Regions from separate parts of the Mus musculus genome. Here regions 2 and 3 are each linked to region 1. The links are chromatin contacts, called in public HiCAR-type and promoter capture Hi-C maps. All regions are on one chromosome and are shown on one strand. Each heading gives the region's core, a stretch centred on a gene start, on an enhancer-like site or on the middle of the called end of the contact. The rest is flanking DNA. Distances are from core to core; before and after follow the strand shown. Region 1 holds the start of Prkaa2 (protein kinase, AMP-activated, alpha 2 catalytic subunit). Region 2 holds the start of Usp24 (ubiquitin specific peptidase 24). Region 3 has its middle 13 kb from the start of Gm12724.

Region 1 (4,938 bases), core at 923-3,422:
TTGCCATCGAGGTTGGGACTCATAAGTGAGATCTTCTTGTCAGCAGGAAAGGTGATCTGCAGGATGAACAAAAATAGCCCATGTCCGACAGCTGTGATGTCTATAATTTATACGCCGAGATCATCTCTCATCAGATCGCCATGGTGGACACACCAGTTGGTCAGCTGTATGTTTACTAGGTCTCAGGAAACAAGTTGTGTCATACCCAGTTCCCGGTTCACTCTTTACATACAAACAGCGTGACTTGAGGCTTCACGTTCGAGGCATGTGACTATGAAACTCTATCGGCATGCACAGTGTCACAGATGTTTGACTAACCTTTAATAATTTATCCCCAAACAGCAAATAATCCCTTTTCTTTGTGTTTCTAAATTATTTTTTTATGGGAAAAGCTGCAAGTATTTATGTTTTTTTTTTTTTAAGTATTTATGTTTTGAAGCACGTTTGTATGAGTGCAGGGAACTGCTAAATGGAAGTCACATGAGTCTTCATATTTCTGTATAGGAAGCAAATAATCTTCAGCTATGGCAAGGTCGGCTAACATTAAGTAAAGGGAGGGGAAGAGTGAGGGGAGCCGGGAGGAAGAGATTGCTTGCTCATAAGTGATTTGCCCACTGGTAACACTCTGGGCATGCTTTGGATTCCCTTTTATTATTATTATTATTATTTTTTACTTCCATCCTCAATACACTCATTTCTTTAATGTGTTTTTACATCATTTTGTTTCCCACAATTCTTTGATCCCTTCTGTGTTTTGTCTATGTTCTACATTTACCTGCACATGTAAATTATTTCCTATTTCTTTTAGTATTTCTCCCTTGTCCCGTATATAATGCATATCTACACACATGTATGCAAGTGCTGAAATATACTTAGGGCTGTGTCTATGATTTATTGGGAAATTTTGTTCAAATGAGTTAGAATTGAGAGTCCTGAAGAGAATGTCTTTTATCTCTATAACACGATTGTCTATATAACTGAATGAAGAAAAGAAATAAAAGGAGACCATAACTGCTCCTGGGTATGGTGGATGTGCTGGCTTGTCATATGGCAACTTGACACAAGGTCATCTGAAAGGAGGGAACCTCAACTGAGAAAATCCAGCTGTAAGGCTTAATTAGTGATTGGTGGGGAAGGGCCCATTGCGGGTGGTTCCATCCTTGCGCTGGTGGTCCTGGGGTCTGTAGGAAAACAGGCTGGACCAGCCCTGATGAGCCAACCAGTATGCAGCAACCCCTCCCCAACCCCCCATGGCCTCCGCATCAGCTCTTGCCTCCAGGTTCCATGCATTGAGTTCCTGTCCTGACTTCCTTCAATGATGAACAGTGCGGTGGAGGTGTAAAAAATAAACCCTGCCCTCCCCAACTTGCTTTCTGGTTATGGTGTTTTATCGCAACAATAAAAGCTTTAACTAACACAATGAGGAAGGCCTGTTATAGATAAAATGAACATACAGGCAGAAGCAGAGGCAGAGACACATGGTCAGACTCAGCAGGGCCATGTGAGGAGAGAGAGGGAGGGAGAGCAAGAGAGGAGCCAAGCCTAAGAGGGGTGGGTGGCCTGGGCTAAGAAACTGGCACAGCCAAAATGGCTGAATTATCTAGGGATCAGAGGACCTGAGGGAAGGGGCAGCTCAGTCCCCGGGCTGGAGAGTTCAGGGTAGGGGTCAGGGTATGCCAGGCAGGAGGACCCTATACCAGGTGGGGACTAAGGGATGCTGAGAGAACCAGCGTCACGTCACCTTTGCTATGTTAATGCTAGGCGTCTCCGTTGGCAGTTTGTCTGGGGGTTGAGACCTAACAATAACACGACCAGGAACTACAAAACAATGGGACGCCATCTGAAGAGGGTACGGACTAGAACGTTCCCAGACAAACAAACCTTGGCTAGGGGGAGCGTGCCAGGGGCTAGGGGCGGGCCGCCCTCTCCAGCGCCTTGCCCTCTGGTCCCGAGGCATGGCTCACGGTCTACACCCCGTCACCCCCACTTCTCCTCAGATTCTCCTTCCATCTCGGTCGCGCTCAGATTCATCCCTTCCATCTTCACCGCCCTGGGCTTTTCTCGGGACGCCTCGGCTCTGCTCCCCCAGCCTGCGTCCACACGCGCCGGGCTGCGCTCTCCCCACCGCGCCCCGGGCGTCCCCGTCCCGCCCCCCGGGCCCGCTGCACTGTGGGTAGGCGGCGGCGGCGGCGGTGGCGGCGGTAGCGGCGGCGGCAGCGGTAGCGGCGGCGGCGCTCAGAGCCCGCGGCAGGGGGAGCCCGTGCGCCGAACATGGCTGAGAAGCAGAAGCACGACGGGCGGGTGAAGATCGGACACTACGTCCTGGGGGACACCCTGGGCGTCGGCACCTTCGGCAAAGTGAAGAGTGAGTGCAGCGGCGCGGGCGGGCGGGCAGGCGCGAGCGAGGCCGGGTGGCAGGTGGAGCGCTCGCGGGCGAGCCCGGGGCACAAGCACCTGGAGCCGCAGCCCGGGCGTGGGTCCGGGGGGACCAGCGGTTATGGGGTGTGCCTTGGCGGGGGGTGCCTCCGAGCGCCCTGTCTTTTCTCTATGCCTCAGCTCGCTTGTCTGCAGAATTGGGCGATTGGCCCAGTCCGAAGGGCCCCGAAGCGTGGGGAGGATGGGGGAGTCACGGCGCCCGCCGCGAATTGGGAGGGGGTCTCCCACTGGTGCCAAGTGCTCTGCGTGGAGCCTCATCTGTGGTCACACTTAATCCTTAACGTGGCACCGGCCGGGTGCGGTCCTCACCTTAAAGGTGAGAGAACTCGAGCTCCAAGGCTTCAGAGACACGCCCAAGGTCACAGAGAATTGGCAGATTCAGGGTGAGGTCTAAGATGTCCTCCAATTTTGGCCTTGCTGATGAGGTCCCTGCCTTTCCCAGATTCTTCCCTGTCCCAGTCCTTTGATGGTGGAGTTGACCAGGGGCATGCCCATAGCAGAGAGGTGCCAAGTCCCTCTGCTGGGTGTGTGAAAACGCTGGAATGCAGCGGGTTGGACAGAGAATTTAGGAGAACCCCTAGCTCTGTAGGTTGATTGGTTCAAGGAAGGATTCTGTGGTCAGGGTCTGGGAGAAAATGTTGCTTGGTGATCGACTTTGGGTCCCCAAGAGGTCAGACTTGCTTAGGCAAGGGGTATGTTTGTTGGTGAAGGGACTGCTTTGGGGGTTTTGGAAAAAAACTGGTTGCTTTTGAAATGTCACACTGCACTAAACTAGTTAAGTATTAAACTTTGCTTTGCTTTCTTATTAGTTAATAAGAGTCACATGGGGTTTGATTACCCGTCCTTTTAACAGAACTACAGCTCTTGTTAAAAAAAATACTTGGTAGCAAGTTGGGAATTAAAAGTGAAACATTAGCCTTTTGTTGTTGTTGAATAAATATCGGGTAAGCAGTCTGGGGATTTTATGCTGAGGCTTATTTTCTACATTTTAACCTCCAGTGAAGGTTTGAATAGAAGGGAGAGACTCCTCATTCCTGCGAGGATTAACTCCTCTTGGTGTATCTAATACCGGTTTGTACAACTAGAAAACACTGAATGCTCTCACCACATGCGGGGAACTGTTCTGGGCAACGGAGTTCTAGGAAAGAGCAAAACCTGAGCTCTCCTGGGACTTACTCGCTATGAGGGAAAGACAATCAGAATACATGTGAAAAGTATATGGCCCCCTCCTATTGAGAAAGGAGAACAGGGGAAGGAAGGATGGAGCCTTTTGTGAGGTTGGCAGATTATATTAAGGTGCCACGTGGCCTCACGGAGTGGGTATTTTTGTAAAGACCTAAAATGTTTGTAAAATTCTTTGAAGTCTTGTGAAGTTGGGATCTTGTAAGAGTTGTGGATAGTTGGGAGATGATAATGATAGAGATTAGATAATGATGTTGCCACCATCTTTGCAGAGAACTGCTTTGCTGTGGCATTGCAAAGTTATGCAAACGGCTGCTTTGCCATTTAGGGTAAGTTATATAACTTAGCCTATATGCTTTCATGTTCTGCTAAGTGCTTTTGTTTGCGCTTGCTTTTTTTTTTTTCCTCTTGATGTAGAGTGGAATACCCGATCTGATTTCTCAGGCCATTGTCAAGGGATAGTTCGAAAATATTTGGTTATAGTCTCTGTCTGCTTCTAAGCGCCAGCTTCCTAAAATATAAATGGAGCAGAAGGGACCTTTGGCTTATGAGAAAAATCTTTTTCCTGGAGAACCCTGCTGGAACGAGCTGTTTGGATTTCTCCTGACCATTTTATCTTCCCTAAAGAGATATTCCCTATGTGGTGTGATAGTTACTATTAATTGTCAAATGCACACAAGGAAGAAACACCTAGGAAGGGAAGCTTAATGAAGAATTATTTAGATCCAGTTAGCTTCTGCGCATGCTCAAGTGGGAAGCCCTCCCCCATTCTGGGCAGTACTGTTCCCTGAGTTTGGGTCCTGCGCTCTGTTAAGTATAGAGGGATGGGCGAGCATGATGAGCAGGCCTGCCTGCATGTGTTCTCTCTCTCTGCTGGTGACCGAGGATGTGCTTCACGTTCCTGCCTTGACTTCCCTCAAACGGACTGTAGCCTGGAAACTGAATTAAAATAAACCCTTTCTTCCCTAAGTCACTTTTAGTTGGGGTGTTTTATGACAGAAATTAAGCTAGGTCAAGTGGGTTTGTAATCAATACAGCTGTAGTTGTTAAGTCAAGGGGCTGGTGAAACAAAGTATATGCGTATTAAGAATACATTTTAGGGCTGGAGAGATGGCCCAGTGGTTAAGAGCACAAACTGCTCTTCCAGAGGTCCTGAGTTCAATTCCCAGCAACCACATGGTGGCTCACAACCATGTAATGGGATCTGTTGCCCTCTTTTGGTGTGTCTGAAGACAGCTACAGCTCATATACATAAAACAAGTAAATCCTAAAACTTAAAAAAAAGAGTACATTTTAATTTATTATTTGACATTTCATACA
Region 2 (4,938 bases), core at 804-3,303, 1.2 Mb before region 1:
CAACTGCCTTTACTTTCCCTACCAGTGAAGGACACAGATAAGCTAGCTACTGGTTAACGGTGGACTTCTACCTGGAGTATGTAGACCAACACCAGACTGAGAAACTGCTGCAAACACAGTTACCACACAGAACACTGCTCAGGGGGAAAAAAAAAAAAGAAATCAGGTGTCTTAGAAATTACCCAAATTAATTTCTCTAAAAACACAAGCCCACTTACTAATTTGAGATCTGTGCTGTTCTGTAGCCAGGCTAAGCCAAGCTGCTATCTTCGACCCTAAAATACACTATCCGAAGAAAAGTACAAAAATTTCTGCCACGGGCTGCCATTTTCCTGCAAATTAATCACCAGCGCTCTGGCTTCTGGGTGATTCTTCCTTGTTTTGGCAGGCTTGCCAGCCTCTCCCATGTTCTTTGCTCACACGGTAAACCAAACACTAAAAAGATCTTACTTAAGATCTGAGGGATCTGGCTGTACGTACTAGACTCCCTTCTCTAGACTCCAGTCCCATTTCTTCTCCCTAGTCTATGCCGCCCTCCCACCCCCGCCTCCATGTTAACCTCTCTGAGGCTACACCCCTCTCCTCGGGCTAATTTCTCTTCAGTGACCCTACTCCCCTCATCCAGGCCGTGTCCCAGCTTCGACCTCCCATTCCTGATCTCATCGCCGCCAGCTTCGACCTCCCATTCCTGATCTCATCGCCGTCTGGCCCTTCCTTTGCTCCTACTCCTTGCCCAGGCTTCTCACTCATTCCTTATCTCAGTCCCATTCCACTACTTGTCCTAATACCTGACCTTAGTCAAGCCCATCCTTACAACCCAGACATTAAAACAGCCAAACCTGCTCCTCTGCCTTATACTCATTCCTATCATTCCTGGTCCTGTCTAGGCCCTTCCTCATTTTAGACCCTGTCCTCTTCCAACGGTTGGCTTAAAAACCTAAACCCTTCTTCTAACCCCACTGGTCCTCCTGTCTGACCCGGCAAAGGCCTTCACTCTGGCAGGCCTATAGCGAGCACTATTTCTGACTCTGAACTGGTACTTATCCCAATCCTTCACTGAAATCTAGTGTCACAAATACTCTGGTCCACTGGGACCTCAGTTTTGACACCTGATATTCATGTCCTTCCCATTTCCCAAGCCACGCGGATTTGGAAATGTGGGCCCTCCTCCCCATCCCTCCCGGGATTCCTGCCCACCGCATAGACTCAGCAGGTAGCCTATGGAGACCCCGCCACGGCCCAGAACTGTATACCTAACTCCACGCGGGAATATTCCTCCCCCAAGGCCCTTCTCTCCATAGGACCCCAGTCTAGTGACCCCGATCTCGGACCAGAACTGGTGTTCTATTATCTCGGTGCCCCGAGTTTCATTACAGCCCCCGCCCAAAAGTCCCGCTGCGAGCCGGGCTGGCAACGCTCCCTGTCCTCGGGACTCCAGCGCGGCGGCCTCTCCCGTGAGGTCAGGGCAACCCCACTCACCTCCGCGTCCACCACCTCGTGGTAGGCGGGCGGGGGATCGAAGCCGCCACCACCTCCGGTGCTCCCGCCGCGGGAAGGCCCGCTGCCGTCGCTGCCGCTGTCGCCCCGTGGGCCGCCGCCCGGCCCCGGACTGGGGCCGCCGCTATCCATGGGCTCGTAGCCACCGTAGTCGAGGCCGGGCCGCTCGTTGGTGAGCAGCGCCACGGCCTCGTTGATGTCGTTCTTGGCCAGGCGCAGGGCCTTGCGGATGGTGGCCGGGTCCGAGAAGCCCATGCACAGCAGCGTGGTCATGTGCTGCTCCTCCTCCGATTCCATGGCTCCGGCCTCGGAGTCGCGCCGGCCGGCGTGCGGCGAAGCTGCGGCTCCCGGGCCTGGCGGGCCGTGCCGCGCTGCCTCGGCCCCGGCTCCGTCCCCGGCAGGGCCCCTGAGCTCCCGCCCCGCGCGTTCCGAGGCCGCCGGGCCAGGGTTAGGTGCGCGCGTGGGCGCAGCGAGCCGAGCTGGGGTGGTGGGGCGCTCAGGCGCGGCCGGCCGGCCCAGCCCTGCGCGCCGCCATGTTGGCCTGCTCCTCCTCTTCGCGGGGCCGCGCCTCCGCTCCCGGAAGCAGCCCCGGCGGCGCTCGGGCCGCCGTCCCCGGGCTCGGGCGGCGCGGAGCTGTGGGTGTGCGGACGCGTGTGTGTTTCTCCCAGGCCGGGGCCAGGGAGGGGCGTGCGCCGAACGTGTCTGAGGTGAGAGGCCGCGGAGCGCAGAGAGAGCACGAGAGTCCTCCGCCTGCGCCTCCCGCCCACCCCTTCCCCCGGCAACAGGTTCCCTCTGGGACGGGAGGGGCAGGCGCCGAGCGGCTCGCTGCCGGTGTCGCTGAGGTCCCCGGGCGCCCGGGCCTCGGTGCCCTGACGACACTCGTGTCCCATCGCAGGTGACTCTTCCCGCCGCCCCCGGAACCCTGCTTGGTTCTCCTGAAGTGTCCTGCGGTCCGAGGAAAGTGACCCTACGCGCCGCTGAAGCCCTCCTCGCCGCCCACAGACGGGTGCCCAGATCCGCAGGACGAGCATCCCCGCACACCCTCGCCCTCGACCCTCCAGCCTTCTCTAGAGACCCCTAGACCTTGAACTCCCACTCCCAACAACACTGACCACCTGTCCCACCAGGCCTGATAAACTTTACCATACTTTTCAGCCAGAACTGTATGACCGTCCTTCAGACACAGACACATGGAAATATTCTGGGTGTCTACTTCTATCCTGATTCTGACCACCAACCCATTTCTACTGAAGTCTTTGGCTCAGGGGTGAAGACTTTCCCCTCTGTTTCTGTCTTCCAGCGTTTGTTTAGCTTTTTGCCTTCTGTTCCCACCTCATTGGCGTTACCATGGCCAGTCCCCTTTGCCCCTTTTCCCGTTTCAGTGTCCTGATCTAGGTTTCTTCTCGGTTCTCTTCCCAAGATGCTGGTTCCTCTTCCTTCTCACATACTTGCTTATTAGTTCATCTGCTTTGGTCTTAATCCTGCTTTATTCTTGAACCCCCTCCCCACCCCCCAATCCACTAACCTTTCTTTTTCACACTGTTAAAACATTTCTGATGGCTTAACAATTGGACCTTCACATAGCCCAAATCTGAAATTACTGACAGCACTCAGAACTTTTCTCTGCATTCTCTGCCAGCATTTTTCCCCCTCAGATCCTGGTGGCTTCTTGCCTAATAATTTGATAGTTTGTAAACACCAGCTATTTGATTATTTACGGGGTGAATTTATCATTATATAGATATAGTTTCTATTATTCTTACTAAAGGCTAGTAATGGGTTTGATCACAAAGTAGACACCTGAATAAGAGGTAAGTTCTGGGGTGTCAATGAAATTTTAAGTACATATAATAGATAAAGACCAAAGTAGTCTAAGTTGAAAGCATCCTGTCACAGAATATACACCAACACAATAGGTCAGGGCACCTGTAATCCCAGCCCTCCAGAAGCTGAGCCTGGGAGATCTCCAGTTCAAGAATAGCCTGAATTACGTATACATAGCAAGACCTTGCCACAGAACGACCAACTGTACCATTTACCAAGTCAGATACCGTTGATGCTGGCAATGCCATGGAGAACAAAAGGACCATTTAATGATGGAAAGCAAAATAAAAACATTCCATTTCTACCTTGGGTTTGCAGAGTTAAGCCAACAGCTAAACTACTAAATGAGTTAGCAACAACAAAAAATTGCTTGCTACTAAGATTGGATAGAACTGAAGAGGTAATGAGAGGAGAGCCAGCCCACTCAGATGGCACAAAAAAGGCTCATCAGCAGTGGCAGGTCTGCAGACCATGACAGAGGAAGCTGTGCTTAGCTGAGAGGAGGAAGCAGAGAAGGAAGCAGAGAAAAACAAGTCTGTGATGAGAACTGGAAAGGAGCCACAAAAAGCCTGCCCCCCAAAACTTGCCCTCCCCCACAAAAGCCTAACCCCAAAACCTACTCTCTCCCCACAAAAGCCTACCCCAAACCTACCCTCCCCCAACAAAAGCCTGTCCCCAACAATAGCCTCCCCCCAACAAAAGCCTACCCCCTTTCTCCTCCCCCCCCCACAAAAGCCTACTCCCCCGCCCCCCAAAAGGCCACTTTTGAATCAAATCCTGGAGCTACCAAAAAGTCATTTGAGTGTCATTTGAGGATGCAACAGCAATGCCAGGATTTTTTGCATTCCTTTTTAAAAGCAAACCTCGTTGAGTAAGCCGGGTGTGGTAGCTCATGCCTGTCCCTCCCAGCCCTTAGGCTGCGATAGGAGATTAAGAAGAGTTGTCAAGGTCATCTTCAGCTATGTAGTAAGTTTGAAAGCCATTCTGAGCTACAGGAGACCTAGTCCCAAAGAAAAATCTTGTTAAATTGGGGAAGTATAGATGTCTGTCTTATTCATGTTTTCATTTACATTTTTAATTTAATTGCAGGAAATCCAGAAATGTTAAAAAATAAAAAACACTTTAAAGAAATTTAATTGCAGCCAGGCATGGTACAAGTCTTTAAGCCCAGCACTTGGGAGGCAGAGGCAGGTAGATCTCTGTGAGGCCAGCCTGGTCTACAAATAGAGTTCCAGGACTATCAGGACTATTACACACACACACACAAAACCCTGTCTCATAAAACAAAACAACAACAAAATTACACCTTTTTTACACATATCTTCTTTAGAAACGTAGAGAAAAAGAAAAGGTACATAGGACTTTAGAAATAAGGTATGGTGGAGTATCTTAAAGACATGAAGGACTCTACCTACCATTAGTCATTTTTACTCGGTCTACTCTGAACTCACTCAGATGGAGATGTGTGTGCACACATGCACAGCTTCTGTCCTTTTGAATGTATTGTCTATGAAGGAAGATGATTATAAATAAACCATGATAGATACCTTGACAGAATTTCTTACTCTCCGGGGTCAGAGCAGATTTCTTACTCTCCACAGAGAAATTTCGAAGGCC
Region 3 (4,938 bases), core at 728-3,227, 1.1 Mb before region 1:
TTGTAATTGTAATTGTCAGGGTTCTCTGGAGGAATGGAACAAGTAGGATGAAAAAAAACGCGAATTCGTGAAGTCAGTTTTAAAATAATAGCACCAGCAGACATATGCTACAGAGCTGAAAATGCAGTCCGTGAGGCTCGTGCCTCAGCAGTTGGAGTAGCCCCACAGAGGCTGCTCAGACTAAAAGGCTGGGTACCTCAGGGGTCCCTAATCTGGTTCTGGAAACGCAAAAGGTTTCTGGAGAACCGCTGGTCCCTTGTCTGTAGTAAGAGCTTGCAGACTCGGGTTCTGAGAAGACAAAAGAATCATCTCCAACAACAGGCAAATTTACTCAGCGCAGGAGGGGAGGCCAAGGAGCAAAAGGTGGGCCGCTCTTCCTTCTGCCACGCCCCTTTACCCAGGATGCTCCGGGAAGATGCACACACTGGAGCGGGTTTTCCCATCATTCAAGGCAATCTGGATTTTGGCTTCCTACTCAAGGTGATTCTAATGTAGAAGGCGACATTAAAACCAACCATAATAAAAAATTCAAACTACTACCCTATTGAGTGCTTTACATGGGTTGTATATTAATTCTCTTAACCCAGAGACTTTTGGTCATCTGTGTTTTACTGATGAGAAACTTGGCACAGAGGGGGCGAGTTATGAGCCTCGCAGCACACAGCTGCTAGTTGGGGCTAGTCTCTTTTCTAGCGTTCATAGCCTAGTCTAGACGCGTTCTGAGTAGAGTTTGTCCTACCTTAGGCATTTTTAAATCCTCAGGACCAAAGGGACTTCTGACGGTGTCTGCTGTGTTGTTGAACTGTTAGGCATAGACTTAATTGGGAAGTTTGAAAATGCCGCTCTTGCCTGGTATCAGCCTCAGCTCTGTCTTCTGGCCTGAGCCTATGCTGTCTCTGTCTCCTGGCCAGCAGGTAAAGACCCTTCATTCTTCCCCCAGCTGCAGCCCTTATGCCTCATTCTGCTATTGGGCACCAGGGGGTGCTGTTGGCTAGACTAAGAAGTAGCGATTCTCCTAGCTTAGGTTTGATGTTTTTGTTTTGTTTTCAAAATTTTCATGTGTGTTTCTTCCTAAGAACTCGGTGGAGGGCTGTGGAGAGGGACAGTGACCTGAGGCTTGAGCTAGACGTCCCTGGATCTTTGCGTGTTAATCAATGCTGTTGAAGCGGGAAGGCCAATCTTTGGAGAGTCTGAACTTCCTCTTCTTTTGGGGTGTGTGTGTGTGTGTGTGTGTGTGTGTGTACGCGCGCGATGTATGTATTTGTGTGTGCAAGTGGCGTGCTTGTACTCACATGTGGAGGCTCTAGGAGGACATTAGATGTCTGACCTTATGTTTTCTCACTGTGTTCAGAGAAGGTTGCTCACAGTACCTGGAGCTAGGCTGTGAGCCATGAACCCCAGAGAGCCTCTGGTCTCCACCCCACATAGTACTTGGGCTCTAGCTACAGTTTTTAAAAAACATGGATGGTGAGGATTTAAACTTGAGCCCTCCTGCTTATGCTCAGCACTTTCTGTCTAATCACCTTTCATCAGCATTTTGTCCTTGTTCTGGAGGGAGGTGTTCAAAAGCAATCATAAAAGGCAAGGTGTGCTAGCTAGAATAACGGGTTCCCAGGAACCCCCTACTTAGTACTTGGGATGTGAGAATATGAGATCTTAAGGATCTGGCCTATCCCAGCAGAGCTATAAGCAACCACAAAGGTCTTTACCAGCTGGATGAGGGAGGGAGGTTAGGTGAAGGGATGGGAGCATGGAGGCAGGAGGGAGGCAGGGGGCAACAGGCAGGGTCCCAGTAGCATGTGAAGATGTTGTACTCCTGGCTGGCAGGATAGAGGCCATGGATGACGGAAAGAAGATCCAGGCTTCAGAAAGAGGGAAACTGATTTCTTCCTAGCATTTTCAGAGACGCTAATGCCTTGAGTCAGCCTAGGAAAGTTAATTTTGGACTTAGGGCCTCTTGAGTAGTGAGATCATACATTCATAATTTTAGATGCTTTACCACTGAATGTACAGTGATTTGTTCTAGCAGCCATGGGCAACTGACACACGAGGAGAATCTGAAACTGCATCTGCCTCTGGTAGCCATCTGGTTTACCTTAGGGCCATCCCCATGAATACCCTCATTGTCAAGTGTGATGTTTGAATATGCTTGGCCTGGGAAGTGGCACTATTAGGTGTGACCTTGTTGGAGTAGGTGTGTCACTGTGGGTATGGGCTTTAAGGCCCTCATTCTAGCTGCCTGGAAGCCAGTCTTCTCCTAGCTGCCTTCAGAACAAGAGGTGGAACTCTCAGCTTCTCCAGCCCCAGGCCTGCCTGGATGCTGCCTTGCTCCCACCTTGATGATAATGGACTGAACCTCTGAACCTGTAAGCCAGCCCTGATTAAATGTTGTCCTTTATAAGAGTTGCCTTGGTCATGGTGTCTGTTCACAGCAGTAAAACCCTAAGACACCATGCTACGTTCGTACACTGGGATGGCCCAAGGAGTTCTAAGGAAAATCAGTGGGAAAAAGATTCTCCCTACCTGGTAAAAAAAGGAAAACACGAAATGGGAGCTTCTCTCTCTACCTTGATTCTCCCCCAAACAGTCCCCTCAAATTTACTCTAGACCTGCTCTTGGAAAACGTGATCTCTAGAGGTGCAGTGGGTCGTGGGACTACAAGTCCAGACATCATACTTTCAACCATCCTTATGACTTGAAAGCACTCATAGGTCAGCCCAATATGGCTCTTAACACTAATGTCTCACTTCACCTTCTAAAACATGTTCCTAGTTACACAGTTTCCTCCACAGAACCACATTAAAACAACAACTATTTACTGAATGCTCCAGGGTCCAGGCTGAGCATGAAGACAGGAATTAAGCAACCCTGCCCTGGAGGCTTCATGCTCTGTGCTAATTGGGTCTTCGTGGGTTGTAAGTGCCAGAAACCCATTTTTTTTTCAGTGATGCTGTAAGAGTTGATACAGGAAACAAATTTAAGGTCCTGAGCATGGTTCTTAGTAAATGCTATTCGGTTGCAATCATCAGGGGACATGCAAATGTAAGGATTTCACATGGTTTTCATCCTCACAAAGAACCTGAAACTAACAAGACCACAATGACTACATTCTGCTTAAACATTAGCAAGAAGAGCCCCAGATTAGGAATTATTCTCTTGGTAGCACCAACAATCCTTGGCAGGGTGGTGACAAGACCTTGGGAAGGTTTCCCATATCTGCTGTGGCCCCGTCTTTACTGGGACACAGATTGTGGGATGACAGAAAGGTAAGATCTCTTGGAGATCCTCTAACTCGGCTTTAGGCTTTGCTTTCTTCACGGTCCTGAGGATATTTGTCTGTGGAGCTGTGTTGTGCCTTTATCCTGAGATGGTGTTCTGACTTGTCCGCCATGTCTGCATAGCTTCCTGATGGTATCTTTTCATCAGCAATATGTGTGGTATGCTCTTGCTATATACTTCATCTTGGCATTCTCTCATGTAGCCAATAAGGAAACTGAATTTCTTTGCATAGAACTAACTGAATGCCACACATTGAACCAGATACATTAAATGGGATAGTGTTTTTTTCTTATTTGCAGACTAGTTCCCAAGTTCAAAGATTGTGCTAGATATTTTAGCCCCAATTTCTTTTAATTTTTTACATTAATTAGTTAATTAGTCTCTCTCTCTCTCTCTCTCTCTCTCTCTCTCTCTCTCTCTCTCTCTCTCTGTGTGTGTGTGTGTGTGTGTGTGTGTGTGTGTGTGTGTATGCACATACTGTGGCACAGAAATAAAGGTCAAAGGACCCCTTATGGGAATTAGTTCTTTCCTTCCACATGTGGGTTTTGGGATGGAACTCAAGGTACAGGCCTGGCAGCAAGTACCCTTACCTACTGGGCCATCGTCTCAGCTTCTCTTTCTTCCCTTGTAGGCTTTTCATTGCTTAAATGGAATTCTAGAAGCAATCTAGAACAATAAAGGCTGTAGTTTCTAGGCTCAGCTAGGTGCTTGTGATTACAGATGAATCCCATCATAGACTGCTTCCCCTAGCTCAACAAAACAGAGCAGGTGAAGCACTGTGAATATCCTTAACTGAAAGTTGTCAAAGGAATGCCAGTCAGCAGTGAAAATGGGGGAAACAGGCTGGCAGAAGATACTCTACGACCCGGGCAGGCTGCTTGTGTTGGTAAATGGGGGTCTCAGTGCATGGTTGTTAGGGAAGAAGATTGGCTGGACTTTGAATTTTTTTTTTAGAAATAAAACAAAGGAAGGAGACATTTTAGCAGGCAGGCTGCAGAGCCAAGGCTCTTCTGTGTGTGTGATCTGGCATTAGGAAGAGTTCCATTTCTTACAAGCATTTGGCCCTTTGTGAATGTGGCATTGGGTGCTTTGGATTTGTTGGGAACACAGTGACTCGGGCTGACACAAGGACATACGCGTGCTTTGTAAATTATAGAGCACCTTGCACATGAGGAGTAGGATGAGCCTGAGGCGCGTGGAGAAGGGCCACGGGTACGGCTTCCATGTCGAATCTGCTCCTCAGTAACACAGCTCCGGGGTCACTGAGAAAACACACTTAAGTTTCCAACGGAAGTATTACAGACTATGGACTGTAGAACCAGAGAAAAAGAGAAGGGGATTTTTATGGCTTAGTAAAAACACCCTAAAATCAAACAATTTTTTTAAATCCCCACCACCACACCGCGGCATTAAGAATCTACAAATCCTTTCACATATGCCATCTAGTTGATGTTCCAGAAGCAGAAGGGGATTGATTGTTTCTCCTCTTCTAGAAGAGGAAGAAACAAGGTCCAGGGAGGCCAAGGGATTGGTGGGTAGCCAGCTGATGAGCCATCACAGTAGCTTGGGCTTGATCGCAGCAGGACTTCCATCCATGTGGCTGCTAACCTTTGATGAACATTGTTTCCCAGATCGAGATGGGGAAGACTGAGGGTCAGG

What was found. Promoter capture Hi-C pulls out the DNA fragments that hold promoters and counts their contacts. HiCAR-type assays count read pairs that join an accessible place to other places.
Region 2: a HiCAR-type map of astrocytes shows a contact between it and region 1, with 8 times the contacts expected there. The contact joins the promoter of Usp24 here to the promoter of Prkaa2 in region 1. A contact is called at or near these places in 14 of 39 promoter capture datasets (the 3T3-L1 cell line, 3T3-L1-derived adipocytes, the C10 cell line and 9 more), 1 of 484 Hi-C or Micro-C datasets (embryonic stem cells), 13 of 115 datasets of contacts at active chromatin or transcription factors (T-cell acute lymphoblastic leukemia, astrocytes, cardiomyocytes and 8 more) and 2 of 9 other capture datasets (adipose tissue and embryonic tail).
Region 3: a contact with region 1 is called in a promoter capture Hi-C map of hippocampal neurons, with 15 times the contacts expected there. The contact joins the enhancer-like site here to the promoter of Prkaa2 in region 1. A contact is called at or near these places in 13 of 39 promoter capture datasets (the 3T3-L1 cell line, the C10 cell line, the HPC-7 cell line and 8 more), 1 of 15 datasets of contacts at CTCF or cohesin (the NIH/3T3 cell line), 1 of 484 Hi-C or Micro-C datasets (cortical neurons), 7 of 115 datasets of contacts at active chromatin or transcription factors (SST interneurons, differentiating embryonic stem cells, embryonic forebrain and 4 more) and 3 of 9 other capture datasets (adipose tissue, embryonic stem cells and embryonic trunk).

What each region holds. Positions count from the first base shown.
Region 1 is chr4:105,107,132-105,112,069 of GRCm38.p6, reverse strand. It overlaps Prkaa2 (protein kinase, AMP-activated, alpha 2 catalytic subunit), which reads left to right and starts at 2,172. Exons shown (of 9, transcript NM_178143.2): 1 at 2,172-2,365. The coding sequence starts at 2,272. Gm36893 (a long non-coding RNA gene) reads right to left here and starts at 2,172. Exons shown (of 2, transcript XR_376484.4): 1 at 1,882-2,172; 2 at 1-56.
Region 2 is chr4:106,313,328-106,318,265 of GRCm38.p6, reverse strand. It overlaps Usp24 (ubiquitin specific peptidase 24), which reads right to left and starts at 2,053. Exons shown (of 68, transcript NM_183225.2): 1 at 1,480-2,053. The coding sequence starts at 1,794.
Region 3 is chr4:106,221,705-106,226,642 of GRCm38.p6, reverse strand. No RefSeq gene overlaps it. Among named protein-coding and RNA genes, the nearest start is that of Gm12724, 13 kb to the left of the region's middle. Within about 2 kb of position 1,977, at least 19 of the 459 cell types and tissues checked have an H3K27ac peak or open chromatin away from gene starts, as enhancers often do. A contact at or near this core is called in adipose tissue, where this site is marked.